Regions from separate parts of the Rattus norvegicus genome. Here regions 1 and 2 are each linked to region 3. Evidence: chromatin contacts called from public Hi-C data. All regions are on one chromosome and are shown on one strand. Each heading gives the region's core, a stretch centred on a gene start, on an enhancer-like site or on the middle of the called end of the contact. The rest is flanking DNA. Distances are from core to core; before and after follow the strand shown. Region 1 has its middle 100 kb from the start of Snx19. Region 2 has its middle 220 kb from the start of Snx19. Region 3 holds the start of Adamts15 (ADAM metallopeptidase with thrombospondin type 1 motif, 15).

The links. A called contact is a pair of places that touch in the nucleus more often than the background predicts.
Region 1: a contact with region 3 is called in a Hi-C map of kidney, with 2.4 times the contacts expected there. The contact joins the enhancer-like site here to the promoter of Adamts15 in region 3. A contact is called at or near these places in 4 of 12 Hi-C or Micro-C datasets (the A7r5 cell line, Schwann cells, hepatocytes and 1 more).
Region 2: a contact with region 3 is called in a Hi-C map of Schwann cells, with 7 times the contacts expected there. The contact joins the enhancer-like site here to the promoter of Adamts15 in region 3. A contact is called at or near these places in 4 of 12 Hi-C or Micro-C datasets (the A7r5 cell line, Schwann cells, mammary epithelial cells and 1 more).

The regions. Positions count from the first base shown.
Region 1 is chr8:37,189,177-37,192,397 of GRCr8, reverse strand. No RefSeq gene overlaps it. Among named protein-coding and RNA genes, the nearest start is that of Snx19, 100 kb to the right of the region's middle. Within about 2 kb of position 1,952, at least 4 of the 93 cell types and tissues checked have an H3K27ac peak or open chromatin away from gene starts, as enhancers often do. A contact at or near this core is called in kidney, where this site is marked.
Region 2 is chr8:37,308,746-37,312,276 of GRCr8, reverse strand. No RefSeq gene overlaps it. Among named protein-coding and RNA genes, the nearest start is that of Snx19, 220 kb to the right of the region's middle. Within about 2 kb of position 1,651, at least 10 of the 93 cell types and tissues checked have an H3K27ac peak or open chromatin away from gene starts, as enhancers often do. A contact at or near this core is called in Schwann cells, where this site is marked.
Region 3 is chr8:37,587,749-37,591,207 of GRCr8, reverse strand. It overlaps Adamts15 (ADAM metallopeptidase with thrombospondin type 1 motif, 15), which reads left to right and starts at 1,762. Exons shown (of 8, transcript NM_001106810.1): 1 at 1,762-3,039. The coding sequence starts at 2,083.

The sequences.
Region 1 (3,221 bases), core at 703-3,202, 400 kb after region 3:
GAGAAGAGGGACATATGGATTTCTTGTAGCTCCAGAGGACATATTTGCAGTGGTGGCTGGAAGGCCTGGGGAAATGAGTTTGAGCTTGATATAAAGAAAAGTCATCTAAAATACAGAGCCATCCACAAATACAGAACTTGCCCTATATGTAATAGGTCGCCTGTTCCTGCAAGGAGACCTATGTCTCTGTAGTGACACACCCAGCAAAGGGCGGGCCCTATCCCATCTCCAATATCCTTCTTGATGTTACCAATTTGTGATTCTGTGAAACACAAAACAGTGTAATTTGAAAATCTACAACCACCTATTTATATTGTGGAAGCACGTCCAGATACCTTTTTGTAGAATGGGGGGGGAGAGAGCTTCCAAGACCCTTCCCTTCTGGGCTACCTCTGTAAAACCCATTCAGAGTACCCAGTCCCTCCAGTTTTCTATACTCGAGGTCCTCACCAACAAGGCTCAGCCCCTTAGATGCTTGTATTTCTAAGACCCCAGAATAACCTTACGAGTCCCTATTCCCCCTTCATTGTTCATCTTCCCGAGGTTGTGATTAATTCTTGTTTCCCTTTCTCAGTTGACAGAGGAACCAATTAAACTGCTGGGGGTGCATTGCAGTCATTTAATTGCCATGCCACGATTCTGTGCCTGGGAAAGGCATGTGGACCCGAGGGGAAGCTGAAATTACTCAGGTCACATGGGCTGCCCTTTGAGGTGACAGTCCTGACAACTGTGTACCTGACGCACTGGAGATCCAGCCTGCTTCCTGCTGTTCTGGAAGACAGCTCAGATTACTGGTGACACCACTGCAGACCACAGCCTGAGTCCCTCTGTGGGTATGATACCTGTATTGGGTAAGCCGTAACCCATGGATTTGATCCTTGACTGGCCTGGGAAAGTGGAGGTGTGGGAATCAAGAAAGGCCACCTTCGGCCAGCAACTCCTTGAACACTACAGCTATGCACGGCTGCCACCTCCTGGACCATGTTATCACTGGTCCTTGGAACGTCCTCTCAGCCCCACTTCTGATTTAAGCCATTGCTGGGGTTAGCAGGGATGGGATGCTGCAAGGGAGGTGTATGGAGTGGAGAAGCTGAGATTGCTCTCTGCTTCGCAATCATAATGTTGAAGTGGTTGTAGATCTGGGTGACCTTAGGGTTCATACCAGTACACCCTTACCACTCATGGCCGGCTTCCCTCTGACAGGTTTACATAGCCAAGTTCAACTTCAAAAGGGCCATGTCCTTTTGAGTATCATATCCCAAATGACTAACACCATTGCCTTTCTCCAAGCCTTGGTTTATCTTTGTTAGATCATTGTTGTTATTACAGGCTGTTGGTGAGATCTAACCCAGGGAGAAGGGCCCCATACCCTCACATATCCATCTTTGATCATTTGGGCACCTACCATAGCCAAGGAGAGACGCTCTGAGACATGGGTCTTTTTCCAACACTCTCGGGAATTCAGCAGCTGAAAGGGAACAGTATGATTCCTCTCCAAATCCTGTCTCCAAAATGTAATGGGTTAATGGGTCCCCTAGGAAAGAAATCCAGCTGTTGACCAGCATTCTGTGATGGTGTCTAATAGCCCTTGCTGGCAGGCTCAAAACATGCTCCAAAGAGAACTCTACCCTGCTGGGCCCCTTTTGTTTGTCTCCATCATCCTGACACCAAAGCTCTTAGCCACCTTGCTTGCTATAACTTGGAGCCTTGGTATTCATGCTTTTGATGCACCCCTACTTGACATTTATGACACTCTCAAAGGTCAAAGCCTTTGAGACCCTTGAGTGATCAGGTTCTAGAGTAAACCTCAAGCATCACCCCACAAACTTCATGTTAAGGTTACTCAGGACATTTCTAAAGTGCCAAATGACCTACTTACAAGTGGGCAGCGAAGGCCAGGAGTGACCCAGCCAGCAGGGCTGGGCTGAGTATTCCAGTGGTGCAGTATGTCCTGTTGCTGTTCTGTTTGACCTGGTCCACATTTGGCTGAAACCCAGAGCCCAGGCAGTTGGCTCAACTCAGCTGCGGCCTTTGGCCCTAACACAGGATCTTTGTCATGAAGCTTGGCAAGACGCTGCTTCATCCTGTTGTTTCAGGATAGTGGTCAGAGGAGGAAGGAACTCCAGCATAGTACCTTGCACACAGTCCACACATGGACCAGCGTCATGATCAAAGGACTGAGTTCAGCCTCTGCTCTATGATATAGCCTTGCAACTCAGGCAAAGCAACTACTCTCTTTGTGCTTCTGAGTGGTCTTTTACCAACTAGGACTATTAACAGTATCTCCATGTAAAGTCTCCCCAGGGTTAAATGAGAAGATGAGCGTGTGTTAGTATCTAGCACACTTACTGTCAGGCACATGGTGGGTTTGTCCAGTGAATGATGACAGCTGAGATGGGATTGTGTTGGAAAGGACATAAGTCCTGAGCTTGGTATGTGCAGGGGTTTGTCTTCTAAGTGCTTAATTCTAGACCCTGTCAAGTTGACAATCAGGGCTGCCCCTGCCTTGAAAACTGTGTCAGCCCCGAGGCATCGAGCACAGATACATACTGCAGCGTTGTTCCTCACACAGGCTAACTGCTCCAGGGCCTAAACCTGCAGCTCTTTGCATCTGATGGTCCTTCCAGGGCAGTGCGGGTTACACCGTTCAGTCCCACGCTGTGACCAGATCCTCTCGTGACCAAAGAGCAGCATGCATCCTATGATTTGCCAGGGTCAGGCCAGCTGCACAAAGACAAATACTAAAGTGCTGCCCGTTTATCTTCTCTGAAATTTGTTCTTAACCTTTGACCTCTGGCCCTCTGCCCTGGCCACCTGAGAGAGCTAGCCATAGACAACAGGAACTCAGAGGCTAGGTCACAACTCAGGTGTCCAGGGAAAGGCCTCAAAGTGGCCACCCTGGGCACAAGCCAGGGGTGAGGAGGGAGTTCATGGCATAAAAGCCCGAACTCAGCTTGGATTTAAAGCATCCACCCACACAAGGCAGGACAGATGGACCCATTTGCCTCCTTCAGCTCATCTGCATTGAACCCGGCTCAGCAAGGCAGGTGCTGGACTCCCAGATCTTCTGCCCAGCCCTTTGGCTTCTCTCAGCTGCCTGTGGAATCTGCACATGACGATCATCGGGCCAGCTGTTAGGAATCACTTTGAGAATGAAAACAATTAAGCTGGGCAAGAAACCCACCGGCAAACCCTGACCTCACTTCTGCACCTTCAGGCCA
Region 2 (3,531 bases), core at 402-2,901, 280 kb after region 3:
TCCCTTGTGTTCAATTTCCATATGAAATGCAAACAAAGTTCCCAGCACAGGGAATTACTTAGTAAAACACTGTAAAGAGTGGAATGCAGTGAGCACTCAGTAATTAGTAACTCTATCTGATTAACAGAACGGGAGCCTCTTGGCAGCAGGAAGTGACCTCACTTGTCTCTCTCTACCTCCACACAGGATGGGATTGGAAAGCCTTGCTACTCAGTGGTCAGAGACGACGTCAGAGGTGTGAACACTGGCGGCAAAGGGTCAATGTCACTGACTCAGCATAGCACACAGGCCGAGATGTGGATGTGTTTGGTGGCCCACAAATGTCAGCTCCAGCCTCCCAGAGGAGCCTGCCTGGCTGGACTTCAAGTCTCAGGCTCTCCTGAGGTTGAAAGAGCCTGGGAAAAGCTGTCATGAGTTCCAAAAGGCCCTTTACCAGTTGCAGAAGTCCTACAATTTAGTTTCTAGAGAAGTAGAGAGGTTGTGGGTTAAATGAGTTTCAGAACTCTGAATAAGCAAAGGAGTCTCCTAATTCTAGCGATTGGCGCCTCTGAGCTGAGTGCGATGGTGAGGCAGGAGAGAGAAACGGGAGTTGAACACTCTGAGGGTGCGGTAGTGGCCCAAAGTATTCTGGCCAAACCAAGCTCTCAATCATGGCAGAGAACAACTATGGGAACCGAAGAAAACGATACCGCATGTCCTGAGCAAGAATCCCCCAGCACTAGTAGCAGCTTTCTGGGCAGAGCTGTCTCCTCTTTTTGCACTGTGTCCCCAAGTCCAGCGGTGTGGACTTGGCTGGGTCTATGCCCAACATCAAGCTGTTGGCTCTATCTTGTTGACTTTACTGTTCATCTGAAGGAGACACTGAGGAAGCCAGCTTTAGCTGTTTGCCAAATCCTCACTGGGTTAAATACTACTCTTGTCCTGGAGGAGGTAGGTGTTAGGTGACATTACAAAACAAAGGTGAACCAGAAGTGTTCTCCTTAGCAGCTGAGTAGCACCCCCAACCTGAGTTGCTTCTAGGCAAACCTGGGGTGGGTGTGAGCAGCCACCTAGAAAAGATTTACTTGCTTTTGTTAACGGGCCTCCTCTTGTCTTTACATGCAAGCAACCAGAGAAAACTCCAAGGGTTGTATTTTGGGGTGCTTTTGAAAGCTCCCCTCTCTCCCTCCGCTCTTCTTTTTAGACTGCTCTGCATAAGGGGCCAGACTCCTGCCAAAGGCCTCATAATGCCCCTCTCGGGGGACCAAATGTATCCACTCAGCTGTCCCTTGTAAATTTATTCCTGTGTGAGATTTTCCCCAAACCATTCATTCCTCCGCTTAGCTCAGGCAGCTGGAATGCAGGGGAAAAAATACATTTTTTTTCCTTTTTTCAAGAATGTGTCTTTTGTGTGCTTGGAGGGGTTGGACTAAAGAGAAAAAAAAAAAAAACCAAACCTGTCTCTCACACACAAACACACATATATGTATGTATACACAAACACACACACTCACTGTGGCTAACAGCCCCACTGAGGCAGAGGGTGGGGTTGCGCTGGGTTGGTGAGTGATATCTAGGGGGGTCCCTGCATGCCAGTGGTGAATACTTCACAGTGTGGGCTGTGGGTCCTCAGCCTGGGACTCAGCCAGAGAAACACCTCACTGGTTGTTTCCATGGCAACATCACAGTTTCCCTGGAATGGAAAGGCCTGTGATGGGTCAGAGCCAGAATGGGCTTTCTAACTGCACGTGTGTGCGATGAGGGGCTTTAGGGAGGAGACGGCGCTGGGAACTTTGACTTAATTTTTCCTTGACTGATTATGGTCTCCAAGAAGCAGGTGAGGACTGGGGGAGGGACGCAGGGATGACCTATGTGCTTAAGGAATGTGGCTGTCTTTGGGGCAGGCAGAGTTACCGTGTAAGGCAAGACAGATGGGAAGGGATGCTAGGTGGCAATCATATGCATGTACTGATGTGACCACATCACGGTGTTTCCCCTACTGGTACTGAGAGGTAGCAGAAGCACAGGAGTTTGTCCCATTTTCTGAGGGACTCATGCGCAGTGTAGGGTCTTGGGAAGAGCTTCCGGGTAAGAGGGTAGAAATAGTGGTATCGTTACTGTGCTTTGGCAATGGAGAAGAGTCAAAGCAACAAAGGAGATATATTCTGAGTGGGGCAAGACTGAAGATGAAGAGACAAGAAAATAACAAGTGTGAGAGCCGCAGGGCCTAAGAGCAACAGTGCGGAAGTCTGGAATTCCTTCTGTCTGATAGTTCAGCCGTAGCCAGAGCAGGGCAACGAGTACGGCCCTTGGCTCACGTGTATGCCCCAGTGTTTGCAGAGGGTCTCTGCTCTGGGGCTTTCATCCTGCAGAGAGCCCTGTCCTCATCTGCAGGCAAAAGGTGGTTAGAAGCAATGAGCCCACACCTACCATTTTCTGCCTATGTGATGGATACACTTGCAAGCATCACTTTTATGTCTATACCATAAGGGTGTCTGGGAAGCTTGCTGTGGCTGCTGTGATTTTTCTCAGATTTCTAAGGGTGTGCCATGGGACAGGCTTTGTGCTAATGCATAACATAAGGGAAAGGCTTTAGGGGAGGGTCCTGTTTTTCCTTGTAAGTTGGGTTGACAGGGCCCAGATAACTGTATGCTGTGCCCAGCTAGAGCACAAGTAAAGGAGATAAGGCCCTACCAAGTAGGGAATTAAGACATTGGATGAGGATGATACAGGAGAGAGAAAGAGAGAGAGAGAGAGAGAGAGAGAGAGAGAGAGAGAGAGAGAAAGAGAGAAAGAGAGAAAGAGAGAGAGAGAGGCATGTGTGGGCTTTTTGAGCTTCTGTGGACATGAGTCTGAGAGCCAGCTACTTAAGGGGCCCATCAGAATCATGGTAACTTTGAGCCTCTGCTTATCTATCTATCTATCTATCTATCTATCTATCTATCTATCTATCTATCTATCACCTATCTATCTATCTATCTATCTATCACCTATCTATCTATCTATCTATCTATCACCTATCTATCTATCTATCTATCTATCTATCTATCACCTATCTATCTATCTATCTATCTATCTATCTATCTACATACCTATCTACCTATCTACCTATCTTGTCAATGCATTAGTTCTTTGACAATTTCCTACATGTATAAAGTGTATTCCTATAACTGTGGCCCCCCAACTCTCTCTAAATTCCCTCTTACCCATTACTTATTGGCCATTGTTCCTGAGTCCTTTTCCTTACATTCCTGATTTTTATTTAAGTTTATTTTTAACTTTTTTAAGAGTGGGTATGTCTAGTATATGTGTCATATATTTAGTACATATGTGGTTGTATGTGTGTGATAAATACCCATGTGTTGTATGTGGGTACATGTGTCCATCTACACTCATGGAGGCCACAGAGGAATGTGGATGTCTTCCTTATCTCTTTCAAGAGGGACCTCTTGATGGACCGGGAGTTTGCTGTTTCAAGTACAGTAGTAGCTAATGAATTCCCAGTCATTCTCCTGCCTCTGTCACATTAGTCTGGGGTTACAAGTATTTGAA
Region 3 (3,459 bases), core at 513-3,012:
CTTTATCGTTAAACCAGTCACACTCCCTTCAAGCGTTCTCTTTCCCTTGCAAGCCAGGGAGATTTGTTTCTTCAAAGATTTTTCTAGTTGTCAAGAAAGACTAGGCAGGAAAGCCTCCTTACTCTATTGGGTTTCTTTTTGGTTGGGGGGAGATTCTGCACAGATTTATTTATTTTATTTTATGTACACAATTGCTTTGTCTGCGTGTGTGACAGGGCGTGTCTGTGCCTAAAGAGGTTAGAATGCATCAGATCCCCATGTGCTGGAGTTATGGATGGCTGTGAGCCACTGTGGTGGGTGCTGGGAACTGAACCTGGGTTCTCTGCAAGGACAAGCAAAGGCCCTTAACCACTGAGCTATATCTCCAGTTCCAGATTCTGCAAAGATATTGGAATCTCGAGGTCTGGTGCTACGTACAGGTACCCAGCCTTCTCTCCAAGCTGGATCGGAATGTTACAACGTGATTGTGGTGATTGTGCTTTCTCCGGCTGATCCACACTCAGTCTTCTATTCCAGTGCCTTGCCCTACACTTGGGTGAGGATCAAAATACATACAGAGGACGCAAGGTCTACTTTCTATTGCCCACCAGTCTGTTGGCTCGCCCCGCTAGAAGACAGCCAGCATTTGCTTGTCTGTTCCCTTCAGGCACTAGGATACTAATAAATGTGTGTATTAAGGGCTTGCCACCTCTCTTCAAGCCCTGCTAGCTAGCACTAGCTGTACCTCCACCAGGACCTAGTTTGAAAGCCAATTGCTATGTGGCTGTATGGGGAGATGGAGACACTAAGTGGAAGTCCATTTGAATTCCCACCTTCGGGGCTGGGGATTTAGCTCAGTGGTAGAGCACTTGCCTAGGAAGCGCAAGGCCCTGGGTTCGGTCCCCAGCTCCGAAAAAAAGAACCAAAAAAAAAAAAAAAAAAAAAAAAGAATTCCCACCTTCTTCTGCTCTTTTCTGGAAGCTCTGGGCTGTGTGTGTTGGGGGGCGGGGGGTTGAAGGCCTCAGTGGCTCAGGACCAGAGACAACAATCAGATAGTTAGGAAGTGATGGAGTTTTGAGAGTTTATCATCTTTGTTTTAAAATGCAATTTATTTAGTTATAAGCTTATATCATTTAGTTTTAAATGATGGTTGCATTTAACATCTGCCTGGCAGAGATCCTGAAAACCCGGGAGTCTGGTCTGAGCCCATCTAGCACAGTGCTGACCCCACAGGGCAGCCCCTGTGGGCCCGGGTGGCTCTGGGTTCAAGAAGGACTGGCTGTATTTCTTGAAGGTTGTTCTCCCAACACTAGGACGTTTAAAGGGCCCTCCTCAGTTTGAGGTCCGTTTGGAGACTTGATGGTTAAGAAGCAGGGTGGGAGCTTTTGCAATGGGAGGAAAGAGGTGGGTCTGGAAAAGGAGGTCAGTGCTGTGCTCCCGGAGCCAGCTGCCTTGGGAAGGCTAAGACTCAGGGAGTTCACAGATGTCCACAAGGCAGTAGTAACTGATGCATCTCTTCACTGGGGTACCTAGCGCAAAAAACCGCGAGTAGGTTCCAGCGTTCGTTTCTTAGGTCAGCCCACGCCTCCTGCCTCAGCATAACGCCACTCCCTCCCCTCCAAGTGGCTCTTGCTCAGGAGGCGGGACCGAGTTCTCCAGTGGCCCCTGGAGGCTCCAGGCTGCGAGCTCTGGGAGGCTGGGAGAGGAGTTAGGGGAGGGGCGCTGACTGGGCAGTCCAAAGAGGAGGGGGCCTTTAATAGGCTCGCCCAGCGCCTAGTTTGCTGCACCGCGAACGGCTACGGTTCGCAGAGCAGCCCGCCACCTCGCGTCACTTCTCCACCGCAAATTTTCGCCTGTGCACTTGACAGCGATCCTACTAGAGCTCCCAGAGCGCGTTTTGCTTAGGGAGGAACAGGTAGGAGGCGCGGGCTGCCCTGTGCACGCTCGCTGTTCTGGGAGGAGTCTCCCGGACTTGGTTGGCTGTCCTTTCTGGGAACTGCCCATTGTCCCGGGCGTTGGTGTGTGGGCTACAAGGGGACAGTGCTTGCCGTGGGAGCCGGGCTAAGTTTCATCCCAGAGCGCGTCTGTGCGCGGCCCGGCGCCATGCTTCTACTGGGCATCTCAATCCTGGCTCTTGCCTGGCGACCTGCTAGCAGCTCCGAGCCAGAGTGGGAGGTGGTCGTTCCAATCCGACGGGACCCGGACATCAATGGCCGCCACTACTACAGGAGGGGTACGGAGGACTCCGGGGATCAGGGTCTCATTTTTCAGATCACAGCTTTTCAGCAGGACTTTTATCTACACCTGACGCCAGATGCCCAGTTCCTGGCTCCCGCCTTTGCTACTGAGTATCTAGGTGTCCCCCTGCAGAGGCTCACTGGCAGCTCTCTAGACCTGCGACGCTGCTTCTATTCCGGGTATGTGAACGCGGAGCCAGACTCCTTTGCTGCTGTAAGCCTATGCGGGGGTCTCCGCGGAGCCTTTGGCTACCAAGGTGCGGAGTATGTCATTAGCCCTCTGCCCAACACCAGCGCGCCTGAGGCGCAGCGTCATAGCCAGGGCGCACACCTTCTCCAGCGCCGGGGTGCTCCCGTAGGGCCTTCCGGAGACCCTACCTCTCGCTGCGGGGTGGCCTCGGGCTGGAACCCCGCCATCCTGAGGGCCTTGGACCCTTATAAACCACGGCGGACGGGCGTGGGCGAAAGCCACAACCGGCGCAGGTCTGGGCGCGCCAAGCGCTTCGTGTCTATACCACGGTACGTGGAGACACTGGTGGTGGCGGACGAGTCAATGGTCAAGTTTCACGGCGCGGATTTGGAACATTATCTGCTGACGCTGCTGGCCACGGCGGCGCGACTCTACCGCCACCCCAGCATCCTCAACCCTATCAACATCGTTGTGGTCAAGGTGTTACTCTTAGGAGATCGTGACACTGGGCCCAAGGTCACAGGCAACGCGGCCCTGACTCTGCGCAACTTCTGTGCCTGGCAGAAAAAGTTGAACAAAGTGAGCGACAAGCACCCCGAGTACTGGGACACAGCCATCCTCTTCACCAGACAGGTGAGTTGATCTGTCACCTCTTTGGGTTCAACCCTATTTTTCTTAGGGTCATTGAGTTTAGAACTCCAAAGATCCTTGTCCCCTTTGGAGACACCCAATGTCCCCTTTAAACTGGTTTCTTTCGAATCCTAGCAATGGAAGTTCTAAATAGAGTCCTCTCCTAGGCTCAGCAGAGCTTCCACCTCATGTGTTTCTGGGAGGTTGGAGGAGATCCTGCTTTTTTCCGAAGGTGTTGTCCTGATGGGGCCAATCAGCGCCTTCTGGACCAGGCACTGAGGGGCTGGAACCTGGGAAGTTGCCGCCCCTGAGCTGCAGTTTGTCTTAGAGGCCGATAGGAGGCGCTATGAGGATGATGTTGTAGATGGTGGGAATGGGAACTCGTTCCCCTCTCCTCTGTGGGTGGCTAAGTTTTCTCTGACG